Linked DNA regions of Mus musculus: all the other regions are linked to region 1. Evidence: chromatin contacts called from public HiChIP or PLAC-seq and promoter capture Hi-C data. All regions are on one chromosome and are shown on one strand. The core of a region is the stretch at or near the end of the contact, and the rest is flanking DNA. Distances in the headings are between cores, read along the strand shown.

Evidence for each region. Promoter capture Hi-C pulls out the DNA fragments that hold promoters and counts their contacts. HiChIP or PLAC-seq counts read pairs in DNA pulled down with a chosen protein or histone mark.
Region 2: a contact with region 1 is called in a promoter capture Hi-C map of liver, with 2.4 times the contacts expected there. The contact joins the enhancer-like site here to the promoter of Acvrl1 in region 1. A contact is called at or near these places in 11 of 39 promoter capture datasets (the 3T3-L1 cell line, 3T3-L1-derived adipocytes, cranial neural crest and 6 more), 1 of 15 datasets of contacts at CTCF or cohesin (large pre-B cells), 2 of 484 Hi-C or Micro-C datasets (the G1E-ER4 cell line and muscle stem cells), 3 of 115 datasets of contacts at active chromatin or transcription factors (astrocytes, bone marrow-derived macrophages and pancreatic cancer cells) and 2 of 9 other capture datasets (adipose tissue and liver).
Region 3: a contact with region 1 is called in a promoter capture Hi-C map of liver, with 2.4 times the contacts expected there. The contact joins the promoter of Krt4 here to the promoter of Acvrl1 in region 1. A contact is called at or near these places in 4 of 39 promoter capture datasets (hippocampal neurons, liver and pre-B cells).
Region 4: an H3K27ac HiChIP or PLAC-seq map of microglia shows a contact between it and region 1, with 5 times the contacts expected there. The contact joins the promoter of Tfcp2 here to the promoter of Acvrl1 in region 1. A contact is called at or near these places in 8 of 39 promoter capture datasets (the 3T3-L1 cell line, 3T3-L1-derived adipocytes, the C10 cell line and 3 more) and 3 of 115 datasets of contacts at active chromatin or transcription factors (extraembryonic endoderm stem cells, memory CD8 T cells and microglia).
Region 5: a promoter capture Hi-C map of hippocampal neurons shows a contact between it and region 1, with 2.4 times the contacts expected there. The contact joins the promoter of Pou6f1 here to the promoter of Acvrl1 in region 1. A contact is called at or near these places in 7 of 39 promoter capture datasets (the 3T3-L1 cell line, 3T3-L1-derived adipocytes, the C10 cell line and 2 more), 1 of 484 Hi-C or Micro-C datasets (LSK cells), 2 of 115 datasets of contacts at active chromatin or transcription factors (bone marrow-derived macrophages and microglia) and 1 of 9 other capture datasets (liver).

Annotation. Positions count from the first base shown.
Region 1 is chr15:101,127,266-101,129,788 of GRCm38.p6, reverse strand. It overlaps Acvrl1 (activin A receptor, type II-like 1), which reads right to left and starts at 1,267. Exons shown (of 11, transcript NM_001277257.1): 1 at 1,206-1,267; 2 at 726-862.
Region 2 is chr15:101,983,160-101,985,682 of GRCm38.p6, reverse strand. It overlaps a transcript of Krt78 not described here. Among named protein-coding and RNA genes, the nearest start is that of Krt8, 20 kb to the left of the region's middle. Within about 2 kb of position 1,267, at least 318 of the 459 cell types and tissues checked have an H3K27ac peak or open chromatin away from gene starts, as enhancers often do. A contact at or near this core is called in 3T3-L1-derived adipocytes, the G1E-ER4 cell line, adipose tissue and 7 more, where this site is marked.
Region 3 is chr15:101,923,473-101,925,995 of GRCm38.p6, reverse strand. It overlaps Krt4 (keratin 4), which reads left to right and starts at 1,261. Exons shown (of 9, transcript NM_008475.2): 1 at 1,261-1,814. The coding sequence starts at 1,326.
Region 4 is chr15:100,550,742-100,553,264 of GRCm38.p6, reverse strand. It overlaps Tfcp2 (transcription factor CP2), which reads left to right and starts at 1,257. Exons shown (of 16, transcript NM_033476.3): 1 at 1,257-1,355; 2 at 1,784-1,940. The coding sequence starts at 1,819.
Region 5 is chr15:100,598,723-100,601,245 of GRCm38.p6, reverse strand. It overlaps Pou6f1 (POU domain, class 6, transcription factor 1), which reads left to right and starts at 1,262. Exons shown (of 11, transcript NM_001304965.1): 1 at 1,262-1,483.

The DNA.
Region 1 (2,523 bases), core at 18-2,517:
CACAACAAAGAAGGATAATTGTGAAGACAGGTGGGGGGCCAGCTAGAGTGGTGAGGATCCAGAGAGGAAAGACCCTAGACAGACCCCCTAGACAGACTGACCCTGGAGGGTCAGAGAGGGGGCCGAACTCATCCAGAAGTTGCTCGTGAGCAGGGGAATGTGTCCTTCAAAGGAAGACCTAAGAAAGCAGAGCTGTTCTCTGCAGGGCTGACTGACTGCCTGGATCTCAGCCTGGGGGAGGGCCAGGAGTCCCTAAAGGGGAATGTCAAGGACACCCACGGCAGGGGAATTCTGTGACCCTATAGAGATAAGGATTGGGGTGCCAGGTTAAGTGGTCTCTATGAGGAGGTTCCGCAAGGGAAGTCGCTCCTATGTCAACAGAGCACCCTGGAGCTCAGGAGGGAAGAATCTTTCAGTCCCGTTTTACCTTTATAGATAAGGGTAGAAGAGTTAATCTCGGCAGGGAAGAGAAGCTAAAGGCCTCAGGATACCTAGCAAAAAAAGTTTTTTGATTCCCCATCCGTGCTCGACCCGCCCCCTTCCACGCTCAGGTCGGGGTAGCAGGGAGGTGTGTGTCCACAACCAGGGGACTGCTGACTGTCTTGCCCGGCTAAAACTGACCCTGCCACGCGCCGTCTGAGAGGTCTTTGAGATCCACATAAAGAAGGGTCCCCCTGAGACCAGGGACAGGTCTCCCTGCCCGGCCCAGCGGCACTCCGACTCACCTTTGGACAGGGCGACTCGACCCCCGCCTCTCCTTGCCGGAGGCGGCCGGGGTCTCACGTCCAGAGCCGGCCTGTGGGGCCGGGAAAGGTCTCGATCTGCGCGGCTGGCGCGGCGGCCTCCGGGGACTGGGAAGGGGCTGGAGCAAAATGTTTCTTATTCTAGCTTCTTCCTGCCTGGCCCGGCTCCACCACTCCCTCCTAATAACTCGTTTCCTATTGCCCAGTACGCCTCCCAGCAGCAGGGCTCGGCTCTAGAGGGCTGCAGACCGAGTGCGACCACCCCAGCCCCTCCCTGCCACGAAGGGACAGGCTTCGAACCCAGGCATTGGGGTCCCGTGCGTCCTGGGTAGGAACGTAGGGACTGAGCTAGCTGCGGAAGCGTCGCTCTAGGCCAGGAGAGGGTAGCCTGCACCCAGAGGCAGAAATCTAGATTCGTGAGGGCTTCAGGGAGGGACCCGCGTGAGGTAGCAGCCAACTTACCTGTGCTCACTCCTAAGGAACAGCGCTAAGAAAGCTGAGTTTGGGCTGGGAGTGTCTGCTCCAGAGTTGGCTCCGCCCTTTGGATTCTCCAGTTGGCTTAAATCTTTTTGCCTCCAAATTCCAGCCCTTCACCCTTAATACTTTTGTTCCCTTCCGTTGTCCACAGTGCTGGCCATCAACGCTCAGCCTCGGGCTAAAGAAACCTAGATAGGTCCGTTCTGAGTCAGTCTGGTCTGTGCACCTCAAGGCTTGACAGTTAGTTGTTCCTCTCCCTCAGGTCAGGGGTGGCCAGAATAGAGGGAAAGGCCACCTTGTCTTTTCTGTTCAGCCGTGTCCTTTTTGTCTAGCCGGGCTGGGACCCCAACCACGGGATGGGGGCGGGGCACAACTACCAGATGGGGAGCTTTAGAATTTGGGGCATGGAACCTTGTGAGGCTGGGACCTGCGGCTGGGGAGTTGGGCAGAGGGCTCGGGATGGGGAAGACAGGACACTCTTCCTCTTCCTGATCGGCAGTACAGGCTGGGACTGGGTGAAAATCTATGCTTTCCTGGGCAGGACTTGAGTTTTACTCTTAGCCTTGTGAATATCCTTGTGGGGGACCTTGAAGTAGTTCCACCAGCTGGGAATCCAGGCTAGTTGCTGTGACCCCACTAACACCTCCAGGGGCTTCAACCCCCCCCCCCCCCCCCCGCTACTAATGAGCATAGTGTTCCATCTTTCAAACGGTAAAAGATGGTGCCTATCTAAGTTCCTCAAGGAAGGAGTTTGTCGGCTAATATTTGAGAAGGCTAGGGAAGGGGTGGCCCTAGCCCAGTGGGAGAACACAGAAGCAATCTCTAAGGTGTCATGCCTGTCATGTAGATTTTGCAAGATGGGACAGAGGTGCCCTATCCTTTGGCAAGGATAGAGGCTGGGGGAGAGAAAGGCGGGAGGCTCCCACTGGTCTTACTTCCTCTGCTGAGCTCCACATGCTAGCAGCTTCTTGAATTGTGAGCCCCATGACCTTCCAGAGCCCCGGCTCAACCAAATTTCAGGGTCAGGACAGACCATGTCTTGCAGTACTATGGATTACAGTATCTGCTTTTCCAGATTGTGGTGGTCGCTTTGTTACACTCTATAGAACAGGGAGCTTGGATACATGACCATCTTCACACCCACTCTTCCTCCCACATGCCATGGCTTCCGGTAAGCCTTTCATTCTCCAGCCGGCGGCTCTCTGTCTTGAGTGGGACAGGACCCATGGGACCTCTGCAGCCCAAGTCTAAGGTCCGCCTCCTTGGGAAGGGGCAGATAGGGGACCATGGGTAAGGTCAGGAG
Region 2 (2,523 bases), core at 18-2,517, 860 kb before region 1:
CAGCATCTTTCAATGCTAAGGAGAGTGGGCAGCCACAGCCCTCGTTTTTTGTGGTCTTTCCTGGTTTCTGCCAAGGAATCTGGTTCCAGAGTGGCCACAAGTTTCAACTTTGCAGTAGAGACCTGAAATTTTATATGAAACCAGATTTCTATATTTATTTATTTAAAAATTATTTATTTTTATTTTATGTAAATTGGTGTTTTGCCTGCCTGTCTATGTGAGGTGTTGGATCTGCTGAAGCTGGACAGACAGTTGTGAGCTGCCATGTGGGGGCTGGGAATTGAACTCGGGTCTTCTGGAAGGGCAGCCAGTGCCCTCAACTCCGAGCATCTCTCCAGCCTGAAACCTGATTTTAAAATGCTAGCCACTAGTCCAAATATTTAAGGACTCCATCTTGGCCATCCTCGAATGGGTCACTAGAAACTGTTTCTGGAAATTGACTCTAAGCAGGGACACAGAGGCCAGAGGGACAAGCTTGCCTCGGTGACAGCTCTACAGGACCCTGAACAGGAACACACGGCAAAACCTGGCTCCTCTCTTTTTTTGAGAATCACTGCTGGTCTTGGGGCACAGTGCTTGGAGTGGGGTGGGTGGGTGAGGATTCAGGACACAGAAATGCAGCAGAGGGAGCCTGGGCTAGCTATTAAAAAAAAAAAAACCTCGGTGGTCTTTGTTTAGCGTTATACATAAACTGCACTAAAATGCCTTTCAGAAAGTTAAAGGTGTCACTGTCTTCAGACACACCAGAAGAGGGCATCAGATCCCATTACAGATGGCCGTGAGCCACCATGTGGTTGCTGGGAACTGAACTCCTGACCCCTGGAAGATCAGTCAGTGCTCTTAACCGCGGAGCCATCTCTCCAGCCCTATTTCTCCTTTCTTAATTCCAGAGAAAATCAGTTTTGTTCTAGGAATGCACGTTTTGGGGTTCTTAAATACTTCATTAGAGAGCCTTCTGCACAGGTTGACATCTGTATGAGAGAATCCAATGGCCAGACCTGTCTTCTGTCAAACCGATGGCTCCCAGGATGTGACCTATCTTCCAAGCTCTTGGATTTTCAACGTTTCCTCCCAGTCTGCTGCTCAGGGTGTCTAGATCCTGAAAGGCTGTGCGATGGAGGGACGTTTTTTTGAGTACACCGGAAGTACACCATCTTTCCACTAGAGGGCAGCAGAGGAGCACGGAGGAAACTGCTCTGAAACCCAGAGCCAAGCTTGCCAGCCACGTGCAGCTCCCATTCCATGAGCGAGATCGGGGCGGGTCCTGGTCACAGCCTATCATTGGCTACAGAGGCATGTTTTGTGCTAATCAGGGGAAGCTCCTATTGTTTTGGGTAGGACGTGACGTGGTGAGTGACATTTGTGTGGATTTTAGTCTCTATCCACGGGAGTCCCACACCTTGCATTGTTGTAGTGTGGGTGGGAGGTGGAGCTGAATGCCAAGAGATGTGAGATGTCCTGGGCAGCCTTGTTTGTGAAGGAAAGTGTGCACTGCGGGTTTAAATACCAGAGGAGAGGCACCAAGGGCTTGTAGCCACATTGCCTCACTTGCTAGCTGTTCCCCATCTGTCCAGCAGGAGGCAGCACCTAGCTCCTGGAGCCAAGCAACATTTTTAGAGCCTTCGGAGGCTGAGGCTGGAGGTCCATGCCTCCTAAGGCTGGCGGATGGAGAAGGAGGTAGACCAGGCTCCAGGGGGCACAAGCATGGCGGCATCAGAAGGGCACACCTGAGTTACTAGGGCTTAGTTGGCCTATGTGAGTCCCCAGATCACAGGTCCAGCTCCCTGTAGTCCTGGGGTCTCAGAGAGGACAGTTGGGGTCATGCCAGAGTGGACCTTAAATGTTTTGCTTCCCAGTTTAGTGTGTGTGACTCCGTTTTACTGAGTAGGAACACACAGGAAGCCACTAGCGTAAGGGCCTGCCTCACGTGACTGGAGACCACGTATGCAGCCATTCCTTTCTCTCTGCTGCCAAAAGCAGCCGGGCTCCTGTCAGGATCCTCGAAGGAACCACGCACTATCTGCTCTTTGCGGCTGTGTATGCCTGACCCCAAATACACTTCCAATGCCTTGCCTGTCCATTCGGTGGGCACTTGGTCTCTTAGTTCAGAGATGACCCTCTCTGTAAGTCTTATGGCCCTGGAGGCTGTGCCTGCATTTCCTGTATCTACCACAAGGCTCTCATCCCTTAACTCACACGGAGCTAGGACAGGACCTGTGTGAGGGGAGGGGTGCTTGGCAGGAGAGAGGTGGTCTTGAACACCTGCTGTCTAAATGGAAGCATCTCCTTTGCCCTCTGGAGCTACAGCCTTCCCATCCAGGGAAGCTTGGCAGGGAGTGAACTTGTATGTGCACGTGCACGTGAGCGTGCGTGCGTGTATATGTGCGTGTGTGTGCACATATGTGTGTGTACGTGTGAGTGCGCATGTGCGTTTGCAAGTACGCATGTGCGTGTGTACGTGTGCGTGTGTGTACGCATGTGTGTGTGTGAGCACGTGTGTACGTGTGCTTGAGTACCACGTGC
Region 3 (2,523 bases), core at 12-2,511, 800 kb before region 1:
TCAAGGAAGCTTTTGGGGGACATGGGTGTGATTCAGGCAGGTGGGATTATCCATGTGCTGGTGGTTGCTCTTTCTCACCTCTGGGTCATTTTCTCAATGATGGAGGGAGGAGGAAACTCAGATGTATTGGATTTCCTAGTCCCTGGACAGGATGAGAGCGGATGCCTGTTTGTCTCCAGTGTACTAGGCACCTTGGATATATTGTCTTATCTATGCATAGGAACATGTCTTATTTTATTTATAAAGTGAGTTGGCTGGTCTCAGAGGTATCAGATGGCCCACCCCAGACTGCATAATTAGTGAGAGATGAATAGACTCTGTATAGGCCAGTTCTGCTCAGTTAGGAGAAATCCAAGTTCTGGGAGTAAAACTATGATTTTGTATCTCGCACATGGCCCTGAATGACCACCAGTCTGCCAAAGCAATACTCAGCATCAAGAATGTTAGGAATCTCTTTCCAGAATTCTGGGACCACTTCAGAAAAAACAAAACAAAACAAACAAACAAGCATACAAACCAACCCAGACGTGCTGTGTTCTGGGGAAGCCCTGTAAGCCCAGGGTGGCTATGGGCCACACGGTAGAATCCCATCCAGGAGTTTCTTTGGGTCTTGGTTGGAAAGGCTACCAGGCTGGAACTGTAAGAGAAGAGCCTTGTTTCATAGGTGAACAAGTGGCCAGGGACACACAGAGGATAAGAATGATGGACACAGGCATAAGAGTTGATGCTGACAGCTTGCCAAGCTCCCATCCAAGATCACAATCTCTTTTGTATTGAAAGGAAAAGTAAATATTTGCATTCTTTCCAATTTATGAGTCCCTGGGCTGAGCTCAGGGAGCAGCTTGCACACACAGGTCAGGGTGCATAGCCTGGCAATGGCAGGCTGTGCCCTAGAACCCAGGCTCTCAGGTTCCAGGGTCTGTGGCATGCAAGTAGGGGTGATCAGACTAGGTGTCTGTAGCAGGAGCCCCATGAGGCTGGGAAAGAAGGAGGAAGGGCAGTGGGGCCTTGCAAGTCTGAGTCAGGTGGGCAGTGATACAGGAGGCCCTGGGGCACTGGCTCAGCGAGGGATGAGACCGTAAGCTGTGCCCTCCCAGTGACTTTTCTAGGTGTGCTTAGTGACATGTTCAGCAGGTGCAAGAGAGATGGGCCGTTGCCAAAGGCCCAGCCCAGAGATACTTCGGATTTTTCCCTTTATGCCCCTGCAACCAAGCCCTGCTGCTCCAGCGCATATAAGCCACAAGGGCCGAGGGTTCTGGCATTCAGGATCTGGCCTTTGCTTCGCTTCTGTTCTAAGCTCGTTGCAGCTGCCTCCTCTCTCAGCCATGATCGCCAGACAGTCAAGTGTCCGCGGAGCCTCCCGGGGCTTTAGCAGTGGCTCAGCTATTGCTGGTGGTGTCAAGCGAGTGGCCTTTAGCTCAGGCTCCATGTCTGGCGGTGCAGGGCGCTGCTCTTCTGGGGGCTTCGGCAGCAGAAGTCTTTACAACCTCGGGGGTCACAAGAGTATCTCCATGAGCGTGGCTGGGTCCTGCCAAGGCGGCGGCTATGGGGGTGCCGGAGGCTTCGGCGTTGGAGGATACGGTGCTGGGTTTGGTGCCGGTGGTTTTGGCGGTGGCTTTGGAGGCTCCTTCAACGGTCGAGGAGGTCCTGGCTTCCCAGTCTGTCCTGCTGGAGGTATTCAGGAAGTCACCATCAACCAGAGCCTGCTGACACCTCTTCAGGTGGAGATTGACCCAGAGATCCAGAAAATCCGCACGGCGGAGCGTGAGCAGATCAAGACCCTCAACAACAAATTCGCGTCCTTCATCGATAAGGCGAGTGAGCCTGATCTTTGCAGAGGGTGGTGGAGTGCGGGGTTTCTAAGCCCTGGGCCCTGGGTCTTAGCCAGGAAGTCACCTCATACCTACTTCTGACTCTGGGTGAAACCCCTCGTCTCTGAGGATGCTTGAAGAGCAGAGGAGGTACTCTTTGCTTTTTCTAGCCCAGATTCCATTTTTTAAAAAGGCAAAACCTGGAGATCTTTTCTATGTAGCCCAATTGTAGGCATGCATCATAGAATCTGGTTACCCAGAAATCTATGGCTAGGGGCCAATGCAGTGCTCTAGCCCAGGCTGTTCTAGGTTGCTGGGCATCAAGGTTTTGGTTCCTTTAGGTGTTTGAGGCAAGAGTGAACCCCTTGGAGGAGGATGAGTGGCTACACTGGCTTGAACGAGCCTGTAGTAGCTCCTGGAGGCTTTACCGTGACCCTGGGAGTACAGACTTGAACGTTAGACTAAGAGTTTTCTGTGCTTGTTGGCAGTATTTCCTTTCATCTCAGCCTTTGAGTTCAGAAGGCAGGAGTTTTGCTGCTTGAATGTAACATGGAGATGCTCTGCCAACCACTCCTTTAGCTGGCCCGGCTGGGTGCGTTAGAGAGAGAAGGCTCCAGGAAGTCCATGCCAGGATGGATTCCAGCTGAGTCTTAGAACATGTCTGGGCCATTTGTAGTTAGAGTTAATCGTATACAGATTCAGGAGACAAGGT
Region 4 (2,523 bases), core at 8-2,507, 580 kb after region 1:
CAGAGGCATGTTTATCATGACAATTTAGTTCTAGCCTTACCTTTCTGTTTGGTAAAATAAGTGACATTTACCTTTAGAATTTTTTTTTTTTTAAGATGGGAGGCAGAGGCAGGCAGATCTTTTGACTTCAAGGCCAGTCTGGTGACCTAAGGACCCTAGTGGTATACAGAGTTCCAAGACAGCCCAGGCGACAAAAAGAACCCTGTCTCAACAAACGAGCAAACAATGACTAGAGATGCTAGGTAGACCTGGCTGTTATGGAAATTGCTATGTAGTCTAGACTGTTCTTGAACTTGTGGAGATCCTTCTGCCTCAGCCTACTGAGTGCTAGGTTTTTAGGAACACACAATGCCCTTTTAGGAAGGGATTACAACCCTGTCTTGAGGACTTCTGCAATACTGTTCATAGCATACAGGTATTTTGCCCGTGCTTAATTTTAAAAATGGCCGTAATTAATCCTCAGGAGCAAGGTGGAGGAGGTATGATTTCACCTCCTGCTCCAGGGTCTTCATTATCTAGCCCTGGCTCACCTGGAAATCAGATCTGCCTGCCTCTGTCTCTGGAGTGCTGGGATCAAAGGCATGAACCACTATGCCTGGCTATGGTTGTTCTTGATTTACAGTTTAGTAAATTCAATCTCTTGGAGAATACTCTTAAGTTATCATACTATAAATAAAGATGCCAGCTCTGACTTTGCTCTGCAGATTTTTCCCCAACACTCATTCATCATTGCCTAAAACAAACAAAAACAAAACATCAAAGAACCAACCAAACAGAAACAAAACAACAAGCAAGGTGTAGTGTGCACGCTTTTGATCCTAGCACTCAGGCTGGGGGTGTGGATCTCTCAGTTCTGGGTCAGCTAAAGTTACCTAAAGACCCCGTCTGAACATCAACAAAAACCCCAATAGTTTTCCCTGTTTCCTGCGCGAATGCCTTAGGGAGAAGGGTGAAGATAAGGGAAGGCAAATGGGGAGAGTTTAGGACTGGACACACGGGAACGAAAGTCCCTCCGGGAATGGGAGCGGGAAGCGGAAAGATAGAACCGCAGTTCTGCTCTACTGTCAGGACCGAGAGCCTGCGACCCGGGTTCACGCCTAAGCACTGAGCCCGCCCACTACTCCGGGGGCGGAAGCCTTCGCGTCGATAGCCTATCACCGCTGCGAAGACAGAACCAGTCTCTTCTTCATTGGTAGATGGATGGTGACGTTGCGCCATGGCCGTAGCGGACGTCCTGATTGGTTGGCGCTGGGGGCGGGTTTGCGCTTCGAGTCTGCGCCGAACTTTCGCTGTCCACGCTTCCAGGCGGTCGTGGTGGCTAAGGAGGGTGTGGGGACGGCTCGGAGGAACCCTGGGTTTGTGCTGAGAGCGGAGTGGGGGGGCGGGGAGAAGAATCGGTGACCGGAAGTTATCTGGTTGACCGGAAGCGAGGCCTGAGGGAAAGTGCGGATGCCCGGAGGGAGGAGCTTTCCACCTAGGGGGGCGGAGGGGACGCTCGGAGCGCCCGGTGTCCTGCGCGTCTCCGCTTTGAGGCTGAGCGGAGGACGCCGAGCGACCGACCGGTGGGCTTCAGAGAGCCCGAGTCCGGCTGAGCTCCGGCGGGACCTGGTGCCTCACGATCCCGAGAGCCGAACGGGAGGGATTCCTGTCACCGGGGCTCCCGAGGAGTAGCCAGGGTGCAGCCCGTAGGTCAGGCTTGGGGCGCTGCGCGAGGAGCTGGGTTTGTAGCTGACTTCCACTGTGCTGTCTGCCGGGTAGAGTTACGCTCCGCGCCTTTGTACAGGAGCCGGCGCCTGTTGGGGCAAGGAAGGAGCCGGGATGGCCTGGGCTCTGAAGCTGCCGCTAGCCGACGAAGTGATCGAGTCGGGGCTTGTGCAGGACTTTGATGCTAGCCTGTCCGGCATTGGCCAGGAACTGGGTGCTGGTGCTTATAGTATGAGGTGAGTGAGATGCCTCCCAGACCTTACCTTCTTAATAACAAAGGCAGGATCTTGAAAGGTGGGAGGGCGGCTGTACAGTTTAAGAGAACAGCCTGCAGCTTGGTGGGCAGATTACCCCCCCCCTTACACCTCCCTACCTCCCCCATCCTCTGGTTTGAGTAGTAGTGGTATGGGAGGACAGGAAAGACTCTAGAGTCAACTCTGTAGGGCCCTTGCATCCAGATGGTGTAGGAGACTTGGACACTGACTGTATGCTTGGGTATGTCTGGATTCACGTGAAGAAGGGGCAGTTGAGGGATATCTAAAGAAGTCCGGCAGCTGGGAACTGAGGTTCAAGGTTGACGACTTGTTGGGAAGAGATGGGATACCTTGGACAAGAAGTCCACAGACAGCTGTCTCTTACAACAGACTTGTTTTAAGGTTTTCTTCCAGGGTTCCTGTCTTTGGAAACTTGAGCTGAGAATGTCTAAAAAGTGACAAAGAGGCGCACGCCTTTGATCCCAGCACTCGGGAGGCAGAGGCAGGCGGATTTCTGAGTTCGAGGCCAGCCTGGTCTACAGAGTGAGTTCCAGGACAGCCAGGA
Region 5 (2,523 bases), core at 13-2,512, 530 kb after region 1:
TCTGTTTGTAAAACTAAACTGTATCGTTTGCCTAGACCGCAAATGGATGGACGCGCTGGGATAAAACCCCAAGCTTTCTGGTTCTTGACCCTTTAGTTAGTCTCACCCGCAGTGCCTCCTCCATGGCCCCAGGAAAACAGCGGACAGCCCAGCTCTGCGGCACCAGTAGCCAGCATGATGCAGGCAGCCTGGAGTGTACCTGTTGGTCAAACCCAGCCGATGCTGCTCCCCTCTCCTCCTGAGTGTGTGCTTCCACTGGAGACGTTTAAGGGACTGTCTGGCAAGGGCTCTACAGTTCATCATTTCTCCTATTGCTGCTTCTGCACGGCCTACCGAGATCATCCTAGACCACGGAAGCACGGGTGTGGGGTGAGGGCGAAGAGGGAAACACTGTTGGGAATCCACTTGGCTGCGTTGATAACGCTCTTCTCTGGTGACTCCCTTCATTCTTTCTCGCTCTCCTGGTCTTCCTTCTTTTGTCCATTATGTCCCAAACCTTCGTTCCCCTGGCCCCTAATCGGCCTCTGAGTCTCCCTCTACCTTCAAAAGTCAGTAGATATAACAAACCCTCCCCACCATCACGGTCCCCAAAACAGTGGCTTGTTTTTCTCCATCGCGTCAAACTTTGCCTTTCTTTTCACACCTTCGTGTGCTGCTTGACTAGCCCGCAGGCTGCAGGTGGGACCCCGCCCCTCCTGAAGGTGGGAAAGCGAGCTAGCTCAGCAGAGCGTCCGGGACCCTGGTCCCTCTGGGATGTGCACAGCTGCTCCGGAGACCCTGAGCCTTAGTGACGTCCGAGTTCCCTCTCCTTTACGGCCTAGAGGACAGACGTGAACTTGAGGTTGGCCGTTGAGAAGGGCAGTTGACCACCAGAGAGTCACGGTTGTCACTGCTCAATCCTCGGCTGAAGGGAAGGCGACACGGGGTCCCCTATCGAGACTCCAGTCCTGCTCTCCAAGGGGGCTGAGTCAAGCGGCCCCACAGGCCCTGGGTCCCAGTCCCCGCGAGGCCTGGGGTTCCTACCCACCCCCACGCGCAGCTCGCAGCTTCCCAGACCCCCCCTCCTTTTCCTGACCGCCGCCCCCGGCGGCTGGCGCGGGAGGTGCAGCATGCGGCAAAGCGCTTTGCATAAATTATGCTCATGACGCAGCAGCTAAAAAAATCCAAGTAGCAGAAGGAGGGAAAGGGGGGGAGGGAGGAGGGGGCGAGGAGGGGACTGCACCTGGCCGCCCCCGCCCCCGGCGTCCCGGCCCGTGCGTGGCCCGCAACCCACCGCCGCTCCGCTCTGCCAGCCCCGGCGGGGGGCTCAGGGGGCGGCGGGTCCCGAGTGGCTCCGGGCCGAGCGAGCCGGGCCGAGCCGCTCCGGCTTCTTTGTCTGCGGGCGGCCGCCCCGGCCGCGGCCCCCTGGCCCGGGCTGGGGGATGAGTGTCTAGCCGGTGGCCGCTGGGCAGCCGGGGAGCGGGAGGCTGGGCTTCGGGCTCCGGTGAGTAGCGGGGTCCGGGGCGGGGAGGGCTTTGCACGGAGGGGGAGGGGGCCGGGCAGGGGAGGTTTCGAATTTGGTTAATATGCAATGCCCGTAATTAGCATAATTTATATATTTATGATAAAGAGAGAAAAAGGCGCGGGGCCGGGGCGGCGGGCTGCGGCCCCGGAGGCTGGAGCTCTGGGAGTCGAGGGCCGCGCTCTGCCCACCTGGGGCCGCAGACCCCGGGCCGCACCCTGGTCTCCGGTCCCCGCGGACACTCGAGGAGGGGCGGCCGCTTGGGTGGACGCCCTGCCCTGGTGGGGGGCGGGGTGTCGGGGAGAGGCACGTAGAGTCCTGGATCCCGGGACGCTTGGGTTCCCTGGCGACCTGTCACCGCTACTCCGGAGAAAGGGCTGGTGGGACTCTGGGGGGCAGAGACCTCGCTGTCACTGGAAGGATGGGGGAATGGTGGGAGGGTCACCGTCGATCAGAGCGTGAGCACTTCATAAATATTTAATGACAGTATTAGTATTAATAATGTCATAAAACGGGCCCACTATCTCCTCCCGGGACATTTGCACCTGGCAAGGCTGAGGGATCTCCAGAGTGGCTTCTAAGCCACTTCAGCGCTAAGATCGCCTCCTCGGGCTTGGGTGGGAAGCCTGAAACCTTTACAGAGTAGTCGCTGCAGCTGGGCAGGAGAAAATGAAAGCCTGCTCAAAAGCTTCCCTAGGCCAAAGACAGGAAGCTCCTAGCAGACACAGAGACTGTAGCCTGTTGGCTCCCTGGCATTCCTTGCTCACAAAATAGAAGGCGGGGCCCCCAGTTCCATGCATATATACCCGTCGCTTTGGTAATCTACGACAGTCAACACTGCAAACCGGCATGCTGGGCGTGTATTCCGTTTTGATTGAAGTTTGTGAGCAGGATATTTCTGTGACTCGGGGGCCTCTTTACATATGTAAAGCAGAATCACATTCATTCCTTCTATGGTACTTCAATAAAAAAAAATCAGTGTGCGAGAGCCGCACTCAGACAAAGCCCCACCTGTCCTGGAA